Linked DNA regions of Bombyx mori: region 1 is linked to region 2. Evidence: chromatin contacts called from public Hi-C data. All regions are on one chromosome and are shown on one strand. Each heading gives the region's core, a stretch centred on a gene start, on an enhancer-like site or on the middle of the called end of the contact. The rest is flanking DNA. Distances are from core to core; before and after follow the strand shown.

What was found. A called contact is a pair of places that touch in the nucleus more often than the background predicts.
Region 1: a contact with region 2 is called in a Hi-C map of whole pupa, with 1.4 times the contacts expected there. The contact joins the enhancer-like site here to the promoter of LOC101738852 in region 2. A contact is called at or near these places in 3 of 7 Hi-C or Micro-C datasets (all in whole pupa).

Annotation. Positions count from the first base shown.
Region 1 is chr13:6,581,267-6,587,007 of ASM3026992v2, reverse strand. No RefSeq gene overlaps it. Among protein-coding and RNA genes, the nearest start is that of LOC134199968, 27 kb to the right of the region's middle. Within about 2 kb of position 3,682, at least 6 of the 8 cell types and tissues checked have open chromatin away from gene starts, as enhancers often do.
Region 2 is chr13:6,541,688-6,547,065 of ASM3026992v2, reverse strand. It overlaps LOC101738852 (G1/S-specific cyclin-D3), which reads left to right and starts at 1,496. Exons shown (of 5, transcript XM_004927873.5): 1 at 1,496-2,213; 2 at 4,144-4,365. The coding sequence starts at 1,713. It overlaps LOC134199969 (a long non-coding RNA gene), which reads right to left and starts at 3,297. Exons shown (of 2, transcript XR_009974674.1): 1 at 3,150-3,297; 2 at 1,491-2,351.

The sequences.
Region 1 (5,741 bases), core at 2,433-4,932, 38 kb before region 2:
TTATTTCTTCACCGTGGAAGTTAATAGTGAAGTACGTATTTCATTATAAAAATTGGCACTTGCCAACGGGATTTGAACACCAGTGCATCACTATATACGATTGCCCCGGACTTCTTATCGTTCAGGCCACGACGACTTCGAAAGTACACGAAGAATTTTGTTTTAGTCAAATATTCCATCATTTTGGGTCAGCTTCGGGGGAGGCCTACGTCCAGTAGTGGACTACCGCAGGATGATGATGAAGCCTGTAAGTAAAGCAAACAACCTCTGCCGTCTAGAACTCGGGCTAATCTTATGCGAGCCACTAACTAGCAAGTCAGTTTCCACGTACACAGCAACATACAGGTGTTTTAAGTGCATTTAGATATTTTTAAAACAGTGTTCCCATCGATCGGGGCTATGACTAATTAATAGGTTACATAACAATTTGGTGGTTTTGTTGTTAACAGGCAGCCAAAAGTAGAAAAAGCAATCAATTCTCGTAGGAGGCGTAAAGTGCAGCCGCGGCGACGAATGAACATTCCTTTGGTTGTGACGGAGAACGCTAAGTGTGGAAACGGCTTCTCTTAGAATAAAATTAACTTGGAGAGAAAACGTTTTGTATCCACATGCAAAGGGTATTATAGACTAACTGAATATTTAATTAAGATTTATTTAAAAGTTTGTGTGATGAAGCTACTTTGGTTTTTGTGAAAACAAACATTTGCTTAACTTAATTTTTTTTTTATGTTATAAAAAAATTACGCTTACCAAATAAAGAACTATTTTTATATATATAAAAAAAACATATATCATGTTTTCTCTACATTCAAAAATAACTTTGTCGTTAAGTCAAATAATAAAAATACTGATAGAATATATCCCCTTTCCATATGATTCTATCTCATTATTTCTTCAGTGAAATTTAACCGTTGTTTATGTAGAGACAATGTATCTACAGCGTTAAAATTTCGAGAATTTCTTTTTTTTCTCCATGTTAGGCCGTGAGAATGGATCGCGTGCAGTCGCCACGTCTCATTAGGTAAATATTAAGATATATTCCTCTAACACAAACAGAATTCACTTTTGTTTTGAACTGTAGTAGACGAATCGAATTTCATTCCATATTAATTTACGCTAATGTGAATAGAAATGTTCTATCAATTAATTAGTCGATGTTTTTACATTCCTTTAATGTTTTTTTAGTGCGAGTCTTTTTGATATTTATGTTTGAATTCTTCAAATATACCTATGGAACTTGTTTTGTAACAATACTCCATTTATGTGGTTTTGAGCCCAGTTAATTACCTCAGGGTTAAATTTGATGTAAAACACAAAGAAAAAACTAGCAAACTGTAACAATGCTGACGTACGAACCTATGTATAATTTGTTCCGAAAACGTATTGAACATTTATGTGTGTACAGTCAGTATCACAGCATCGAATAATATTTATATAAGAAAATGCAAAAATGTACTATGTAATTACGTAGGTATTTAATAAGACATTCTTTGTAATCAATCAATTAGTCAAAATGGGGATAATAACGGTTTTTTAAGTAAATGGAATTGGCATTAGGAATATTCATCAAAAAAAAATTGCTGCAGAAGACAGGTGGGCATAAAGCTCGTCTGGTGGTGAATGGTTACTGTCGCTCGTGGACCTCAGCTAGGGCACAGCCAACTACCTACCAGATAAATCTTTCAACAATTTACATAAAATGCACAAACATATTTATGGCGCGGTCCCAACAATACACCGTTTTGTTAAAATTAGATTAATTGTTTCGAAAAATTATGGCTAAGTACCCTATATACCTTGCCCTTCGTTTTGCTGTTAGTAAGGCCTGTTGTAACCCGGTACTTATCTAAATGCCGCAAAGCAATCGTTTCGTCTGAACCGAATTAAAATACTATTGAGTCTTCAACCTCGCGATTCTAGCCGGGTGGTGGCCTTAACTCTGTGATGTCTGTGATCTCTGGTAACCATTTCATATTAGGTGGGCCCTGAACAAGTCTATCTATATATAGTTAAAAAAACTAGACGAGAATGTGCGCGCAAGAAAATATGTTCGTCTATTTAATTTTGTTGTCAGTTCCCAAGGATGATATCTAATCAGTAGGATTTACCATTACGATTGCGGTTGTAAGACCCGGGACGTGTCCCAACGGTTCTCTCACGCGTTTTCCAACTAAATTAAATATTTAGAAGAACAGATGAGCTTCCTTTACGATAACGCTCTCTCACGACATTTTCTGTTCCATTGGAATGCTCTTAATGTTTACTTCATTTGTTTGTAAATTATGGAACTTTAATTATTTAACTTATAGAGTGGTGGTATCACAAGACTGACCATTTCAGGGTTATTCATGGCACATGTATTAGACATATTCATTATCCACGTATATCTGAAGCACGATTTTTTAGCACGTAATGAAAAGGTCATTTTCGAATTATTTATATATTTAAACTGTTCACTATCCTGTACCAGCAGACAGTGAGGTATGTGTCAGGAGACAGTGATAGTTGAATTGATAAGAAGCGAGTACTCCAGGAGGGTGGTCGGCGGCGCACCGCTTTGTCGCATCTAGCTATGCGCACTGTCAACACGAGGCCTCCACATACTACACACAACACAGTTTTTTATGCGCACATGTGCGCCGGGCCCGAGACAGACCGCCCAGACCACAACCCCCGACAAATATTTGTCTTCAATTCTAAAACGCTTAGAGCCTCACGGCTCTTCAAATCAATAAAACGGAACAAGTCAATCCAGTCTACCTACACACATTCTTCAATGAACACGAAACGAATTATCAACGTAATTCTCAATTTTTAAATGATTCATATCTCTATAAGTTTATATGTTCTTCAAGAACTAGACATTGAACAATTATATACACGTTGGTCCGTAAACATGTGACGGTTTCCATTAATAATGAAGGCCAATGATAGGACGACAGCATTCCTCAGTAAAGATGAATCGTATTGGTAATAATACCATGCCCGTCAAACTCTGTATGAATAATTAGTCTATCTGAGGCTAAGCAGCATCTTAGTAACGATACAATCCATTAATTGACCGGACCTGCCGCTGAGCGAAAAAAAATTATATCTGATAAACCTGGTAAGTGTTTACTGTTTCTCACGAGCCGCGTCCAACCCTCAATGGCGCCTCGTTGATTGATAGTACCTTTGTTGACCTAAGCAACGTGAGGTTCGATCAATGAACTACCTTATTTCTATACCATAAAGTTCATAGTGTATTTGCATTTATGATCATATTTTAGTTGAAATTCCTCAATGTGTTTTATAAAAATAAACCTTATTGTTATGATCTAAAATATAAAATTGAATGTCTTCGATGATAATAGACTGGCCATTCAAGGAATTCTGCACCCTCATAACATGTACCTGTCCGCGGCCACCTCCAAAGGCGGCCACAAAAAAAAAACATAATGTTAATTTGTAACATCGGAAATATTTATGGTTTTAATAATAGCTTTGTTGTGATTGTTCAGTTTTATTACTGAAAATCGTCACTGGTTTGAAAACAGTGCGTTTTCGGTAAAACCGTTTTAAGTAAAAGTTTTGTTTTTTTTCTTGGGAATAAAAAGTCAGTGCATGTATTGAAGCGTAAGAAGACGATGCGAGCGAGGCGGGAGAGTCGGTCGGGCGTTCCCGCGGCGACCGCTCTGTAATCCCATAGTCGGTGTCAGCTTACGGCGCCTCTCTCGCCGCCGCAATTATCATATTCCACCTAAACACTTAATATTGTGCACGCAATTTCAAAAATAACTCTCGTCCGGCCCGACCCCAATCGTCCTTGATTTATAGTGTGCGGGGCGCCGCTACTTACATGTTTTACAAACGCGAATAAAGTACATTATAAAATTGCGAGATGTTGCATTGCCAAGTCAAATGTCAATTAGTATTTATGATACTTTGAGGATCGTCCGGATAAAATATTTAAATACATAATCCCGTGCCTTCAATAAATGTTTAGAAATAACACTGATAATTCGACAATTCGACAAAGCTTTACTAAAACGACATATCGATCGGTGATTTCATCATCTTATTTAGGTTGCTTACACAAACTCGCTTATTTATGTGCCCTCGAAACGAGAACACAATTTATGAATCAAATGTATGAATGAGTTAGCGTCTGGCGCTGTGGCCACGTGTCGACGTTCTCACGCCTTCCGACTGTGACTGCTTTTTATCGGAGCACCATTTTTCGAAGCGATGTGTCGCGTGGGTTACATGTGCGGATCCCTCGAGGATCGACCCCCCCGACGTACCATATGGCGCCATCTCGCTAATTACTCCATCGTCTAACGCACTTACAGCGATCATACAACGCTCACCTAGAGCTAAGAGTCAATGACTCTTCAATGACGCTTAAATTATAATATAAATTATCCGTGCTCTCCGTCGGAAAAGAAACGAATTAATGACATTGAAAATTGTACTATTGCGACCGAACTTGTAGGTATTCAGACGAAAATAAAAACTAGTTACAATAAAAATAGATACCTAAGACGGTTTGTATTCATGCGTGCAAATTGTTTGAATCAGCAGACGTTGGCCTGAACAAAGTTAATGGCAAGTTTTCTTTTTGTTCGCCATTAGTTTAACAAACAAGAATCACGACTTGAGACCTGATTGGTCCGAATCTCAGCCAACACAATGAATACTTCAATTTGGACAACAAAGACTAAACTATGGATCTATATATTATCTATATATTAATACGTGAAGCAAAAACTTTGTATCCCTTTGTACGAAAATTGCGCGGACGGAGGAGTATGAAATTATCCACACTTATAGAGAATATAGAGAAGAAGTGCACAATGCTAATATTTCTTTAAAATTATGCATTTGTAATACATTAAATCAATAAAGAAAACATTACACACACTATCATGTATTTGACGCACACACGCATTCATACTATTTATTTATTGTCAAACTTTTGAAGTCTGTTGTCAAATTGAAAATATATTAAATATTGTTTGTCTTTATTAATATTTTTCTATAGTGTAGTCTTGGCGAAATTTGTGATTATAGAAGTATAATAAATAGTCTTTGAAAATAGAATCTCAATAGTGTACAAACTTATAATTTCAATTAATTATAGTCGAATACCGACTACCAGGCGACCACTAGCTTACGTTATTACATGTAAGTATCTACATTAAGGCATTAGAAACTGTAGGCGAAAGCTGTCGTCAGCAATTATTGTTTTACGTTGAGGATTTATAATGTACAGTAAGGAAAATGATCATATTAAATTATTAGGTATGGACTACAGTAATGCCACGAGTGTGGTCACCCAACCGGCCTTCAACGCTGACAGCTCTGTTTCAAGCTTCGATTGAAAATGTACATGCTTCGATCAACAATAGCAGCTGTTGACCGAAGTGTACATATCATGGTAATGGAGTTCGTTCTAGATACTGAAGGTAACGACGTTGCCCAACAATTCCTTGAATCTCTACGTCGGTTAAGACATTGTAATAAAAACAAAGTACAAAAGGCATGGTCGCGAACTCTGCTTCGGTGGTGGGTGGTGCGATGACAAACAGAGACACAGGACACAAACAGAAGCATCTCGATCAGCTGCTCTTTTTTGGGTGGACGAGCTCACAGCCTATCTGACATTAGTTGTGGTTACTGGAGCCCATAGACATCTACAACTTAAATGCGCCATCCACCTTGAGGTATAAGTTCTAAGGTCTCAAGTATAGTTACAACGG
Region 2 (5,378 bases), core at 247-2,746:
TTTATTGTTTTCTACCAATTACTGAGAAATTAAAAGTAAGAGAACATAATTAATATTTATAATACCATTCTATCTGAGTGATTAATTTATTTTAAAACGACTATGCATGGTGTAAATTCGTTTTTAATCAACTGTCATCTCAAGATCTAAATTCACTTTATGTAATTTCAGCATTGTTTCGCCTTTATCCGGCCGCGACGGGGCAACGCATAGTCGCCCGAAACATAGATCTTGTCAGATCCCCCGGATTCACTCTCGGTGCTTTTAGGACCCTCAAGCACCGGTTACCGTCCTCGTCGAGCTCGTCGATTACGAGCGAACTAATCTGGAGACACGGTCAACTGAGTTTCTCGCCGGATCTTCTCAGTGGGTCGCGATTCCGATCAAGTGGTAGAATATGCTACGCACTGCTCTCGCTAGGGCTTGCTTTAGCAAATTCTATCAGGTTGACCCCGTGAGCTCACCGTCCGGGCGTAGCTAGAATAGCCTCTTAGGCTACCAGCGTGTCGGTAAAAAATAATTGTTTCGTGTAAAGGCGTGAAAAAAGCTAGTTGTTCCCAAATTTAATTTAAACTAAAATTATACTAAACAAAAAGAAAATAGGTTGACGAAAAGAGGAGAAAAGGTCTTTACTAAATTATCAACATTGTTATATAGAATAGGTTCATTTTAAAAATGTGTGATAAATTGTAAGATAAATGAAATCTCATATCGGTATTTGTCATCAGTATTAAAATTACTGCTTAATCCAACCCTGACTGAAAATTGAAATTAAACTAACTAAAATTTCAAAGCGATATTTTCCTTATTTTTTCTTTAACTTCGGATAGTTAAAATCAATGGATACCAGACACATAAAAAGCTATTAAGTTTTTACCACGATTGCGGCTCTGCCACTGATTTTCGGGTCGAAAACCTGAATCCGTTTCAATTAATCGCGAAAAGTAACTTTTATTCCGCAGATAGATGGTAATAGACTAATATTATAAGCGTTATATTGCATCTTGTGAATTGCCATAAAGTTTGGTCCAAATCGGTACGTAAACTGAATTAAGTACATATATTGATGTAAAATTAAAATGTACTCCAGAAACAAGTAGATCTTAGACAGTTTCTTTTTAAGAAATGAGAGGTTGTACTTAAACGTTTCTTGTTGAAAGGGACTTTACCCACTGAAGTTAAAAAACTCCCCTAGGTAATGAGGCGATTCGGCCGTAGATAGAGAAGAACACAGTCGTTCCAAGAATATGGTAGACTGAACCATAAAATTGTGCAATTAAGAAAACGAATTGAAGAATAAAAACATACAAAAAAAGGTATATTGACCAACTCTGTACTGACATACAGCGATAGTACTGACATATAAAAAAAACTGTTGTCGAAAAATGCGGCAACACTGATGATTCAATTCAAATTCTAATAGTTGAATGAAACGAGAAGATGAAATTTTGATAATAGGTATTGCATATTAGTTGTCAAAAAAGAAATGGTTTGAAGAGCTTAAATAAGTTTAATGTTAAATTTTGAATTGAATAAAGAATAAGATCTCGTACTTTTTGATTTTCAAACTGTAGGTCTATTTCTACCATTTACAATAAATTTTCATGACATTGTTTAATTTTAATTACATAATGTAATTGAGCCTGGAGCGGTCAATAGAAAGAAAAAAACGAGACTTGGAAGTTGGAGTGAGATGTGAGTGAGCAAGAAATATGTTATGTATTATTATTTGGACGCCGTCGAATGGGAGAAACCTGCGTGCGGGCCTCACTGGCACCGCCCTGCCCCCGCGCCGCGCCGCTCCGATCATATTATTATGTTCGGTCGGCGGGCGAGTCTCGCACCGGCCGCTCACTGCGACTCGGGCGCTCGTCGTTGTCGCAACACTACGTGCAACACTCCGGCGCTCGCTCCCGACCGATCAGCTGTCGAGCACTCCGCGCAGAACAAATCATATCCTTCGCGACGCGTACGTGACCGTTCGGATAAACATGGAGCTGTTGTGCGCGGAACGCGTCAGCCCCGGCAGTGGCGAGGGCGCACCGCGGCTGCCGCAAGCTGCTGCACCCGACCCGGTGCTGCTGCGCCGCCGCGTGCTCGACAACCTGCTGCGGACCGAGGAGCGCTATGCCGTCACCGCTAACTACTTCGGCACTGTGCAGACCGAGATCACACCTCACATGCGCCGTCTCGTCGCCGAGTGGATGCTAGAGGTGAGCGCACCCGCGCCGCATGCCGCACCCGCAAACCAACACTCGTGCCGCTGAACGCCATTTTGTCTCGTTTCCCAGCCACGTGTAGGTAACTCCAGTCTTGGACATGACATCCACATCAATGATTTCGTATGCTCCCTAAAACAGTTACCATATCGGTAAGAACTAAGTCGCACTGTCTTCCAACTCAATATCCGTCGAGTTCATGTCTGTGCCTATCATTCAGTGTTCCATTTATGATTCGAAATAAGTACTAGGTACTAAAGGTTTTTTCACTATCTAGTTTATCAACGTTTGTAAAATCAGATTTCGGGTTACCAAATTTCACTAGAAACTGTGACGTTGTTTACATGATCAGCTGATTGCATTCTTGTATCAGTAGTTTCTTATAAGATTTTTTATTCTTTTTTTGCTAGTAGGAAATATTAATTAACTAATCACTTAACCGAGTGCAGTGGAATAATGACAAAATAAATACCTACTCTATAACAAAAAGGCTCATAATGTTCGCAAAGCGAAGGTAGGTACATTGATATCAAGTTAGCTGCGAGGTGACTGGAGCGATGAGAACCGAGGGGCCCCTGTACGTAGCGCGAGCGGGCGCGGTCGCCGACCGATGCGACTCCGTGCTCGTTCTATTTGAATAATCAGCTGATTTTGACACGCACACAGCTGACGCTCCGTTGCGCACTTATCGTTGATACAAAATAAATAATTGACAGGGCGTATATGATTGAACTCGTTGGAACACATCTAGTTCAATATTCGAACAATCTTAACATACGATCATCTTCGTTTTTAATATGCGTTCAAAGATACATTACTATATTATTATAGTTTATTCGTTTAGAATTCTTAGATTAATGAGATTAAGTTTAAATAGGTATAAAGTAGATAAGTTAGGAGAGAACGATACCGGCTTACGAAAAGTATTACCTAGTCAGCTGTTTAAAAGTCCACGTGTTCAAGCGACTAACTCTGCGCCGGCGGTGCGCGCTGACGTCATTCAATGAATGCGCTGCTATGGCATGGCGGCGCGACGGCGCATGCGCGACCAAGTTACCGGCACCTCGTGGCTACAACTAAACAAGTCGCATACCAACATTTCAGCACAAGCAGACCGAATCGTTCCTCCACGACTGTAAGGTCAATGACATCTTAGACTTTAACGTTTAATTTTCAAATAATTCTGACTTACATATTTATAAAGTTTCAATCAAAACTTCAACAACCTCACGGGAATACAAAATCTGGAATGTTGCAATTTTAATATGCAGCCCAATTCCAACTTCAACCTTCAACCTTCAACCTTAACTTAATTTCATTGATAAATATCTAAAACAATGGACGTAGTGTTCTCACAATGACTTAATCGACTTCAATATCTACAATGACTGTGTTGAACCGGTGAGACCGAGAATAAGCGTTCACAAAGTATGTGGGACCATTTGAGTCGGCTCGTCGGAGGCCCGGAGTCGCGTTACAACGACACCGTGCGAAACTATGCAGGGAACGTACTATGTCCATACATCAACCGCCACACATAACTATCTCTATTTGTGTCCTTACCTACCAGTTTTTTACTGAATCTCTACTCACACATAACAATCAAACGTATTCTTGACACACACGACGTTTTCATTTCATACCTACACGTTTAACGACAATGATATTCTTAATCGGTCTTTGACTAAGAACCACAACTTCAACCTACTTTAAAGAAACGGTCCGTGATCGATAAGAAACGTAATAACTGCAATAGAATAGCATGTTGCGTTGTATTTATCGCAATATGTTTATTTTCATTTAATATAGGTTATCAGGAATTCCGGGTGATAAACTAAGCAGCGGCCTCGGTGCGGTAACACTAAAGCGCTCCTGAGAAATATTAACGTTAACAAATGATGTATAACGGTCGTTCCTTTTTCAGGTATGCGAAGATCGCGGCTGCCAAGAAGAAGTCTTTCCACTGGCGATATCGTTCCTGGATCGGTTCTTGAGCATCTGCGCGGTGGGAAAAAGTCAAGTGCAACTTTTGGGCACAGCCTGTCTACTGTTGGCTTCCAAACTCCGTGAGCCAGGATCGTGTGCCCTCCCCGCCGACCTACTTGTCTTCTACACCGCAAACAGCATCACCCTTACCGATCTTTGCGTAAGTTCTTATCATTTAAAATTTTCAACAAAAATACGTCCGATTTTTTTAAGAGATTTTCTGACTTGGTAACTAAGACCTTTAGGTCAAGAATACGTCCAATTCACAGATTAGAATACAGAATACAGTATAAAGATCGAAGTTTTTTTTTTATTGTCATTGTAGGCAGACGATTATACGACCCACCTGATGTGGAATGGTCATTGGCGCTAATGAACGTCATGGATAGTACCTTCTTCGGTTTTTGCGACTTGAAGACATAATTAAATATCTTTTTACGGTTTAATCTCGCTGTTTTTATTGTCGTTATATTCTTCACGACTTTTCGAATACTTCACAGTTTTCGTGGTCGCGGGCTACTGAGATTCGTCCGTCCTAAACCGTAAAATTGGTTATAATTACTATGACGTCATGGATGTCGGGAATGAACATCAAACTGCTGTTTATCGCTTATTATACTGTAATAGCATATCTTGATGTGGGAATTAAAATTATAACAGAAAGGCTGTCATTCGTACTTCTTCTCCTTATAATAATAATAATAAGCCTTTATTGCTGACCGTTAAAAAAAGATACCCTGATTGCGGGCATGCGCCATACAATGTCTAGCTGTGAGAATCTTAAGGTATTTGTATTTCTTCGTGTGAAGCAACAGCTGTCTCATTAGTGATGCGGTTTCGTGTGGGCAGGTTTTTCCATGGCAGCCGCATGCAGTGGTTTTTAGCAGCGCGTGCAATCATCTTAGACTGATTTCTAAAACATTCGCGAGCTGCACATCCGCGATAGATCGGAATTTCAGATTTAAAACGGTAGCTACACTAATTAAATAGACAACAGATTAAACGTCTACTCACGTTCAATGTTTTAGAATAATTTAATTCGAAAACTTGGGTTTTTACTCTTTTTTTTACTGTGTATATTTAATTACCGGCTGATGCTGAGGTATTGTTATTACTGCTAACCGATTATCCGGTAGTTGAAGACAAATAAAATACTTTGTCTACATCGAGTTT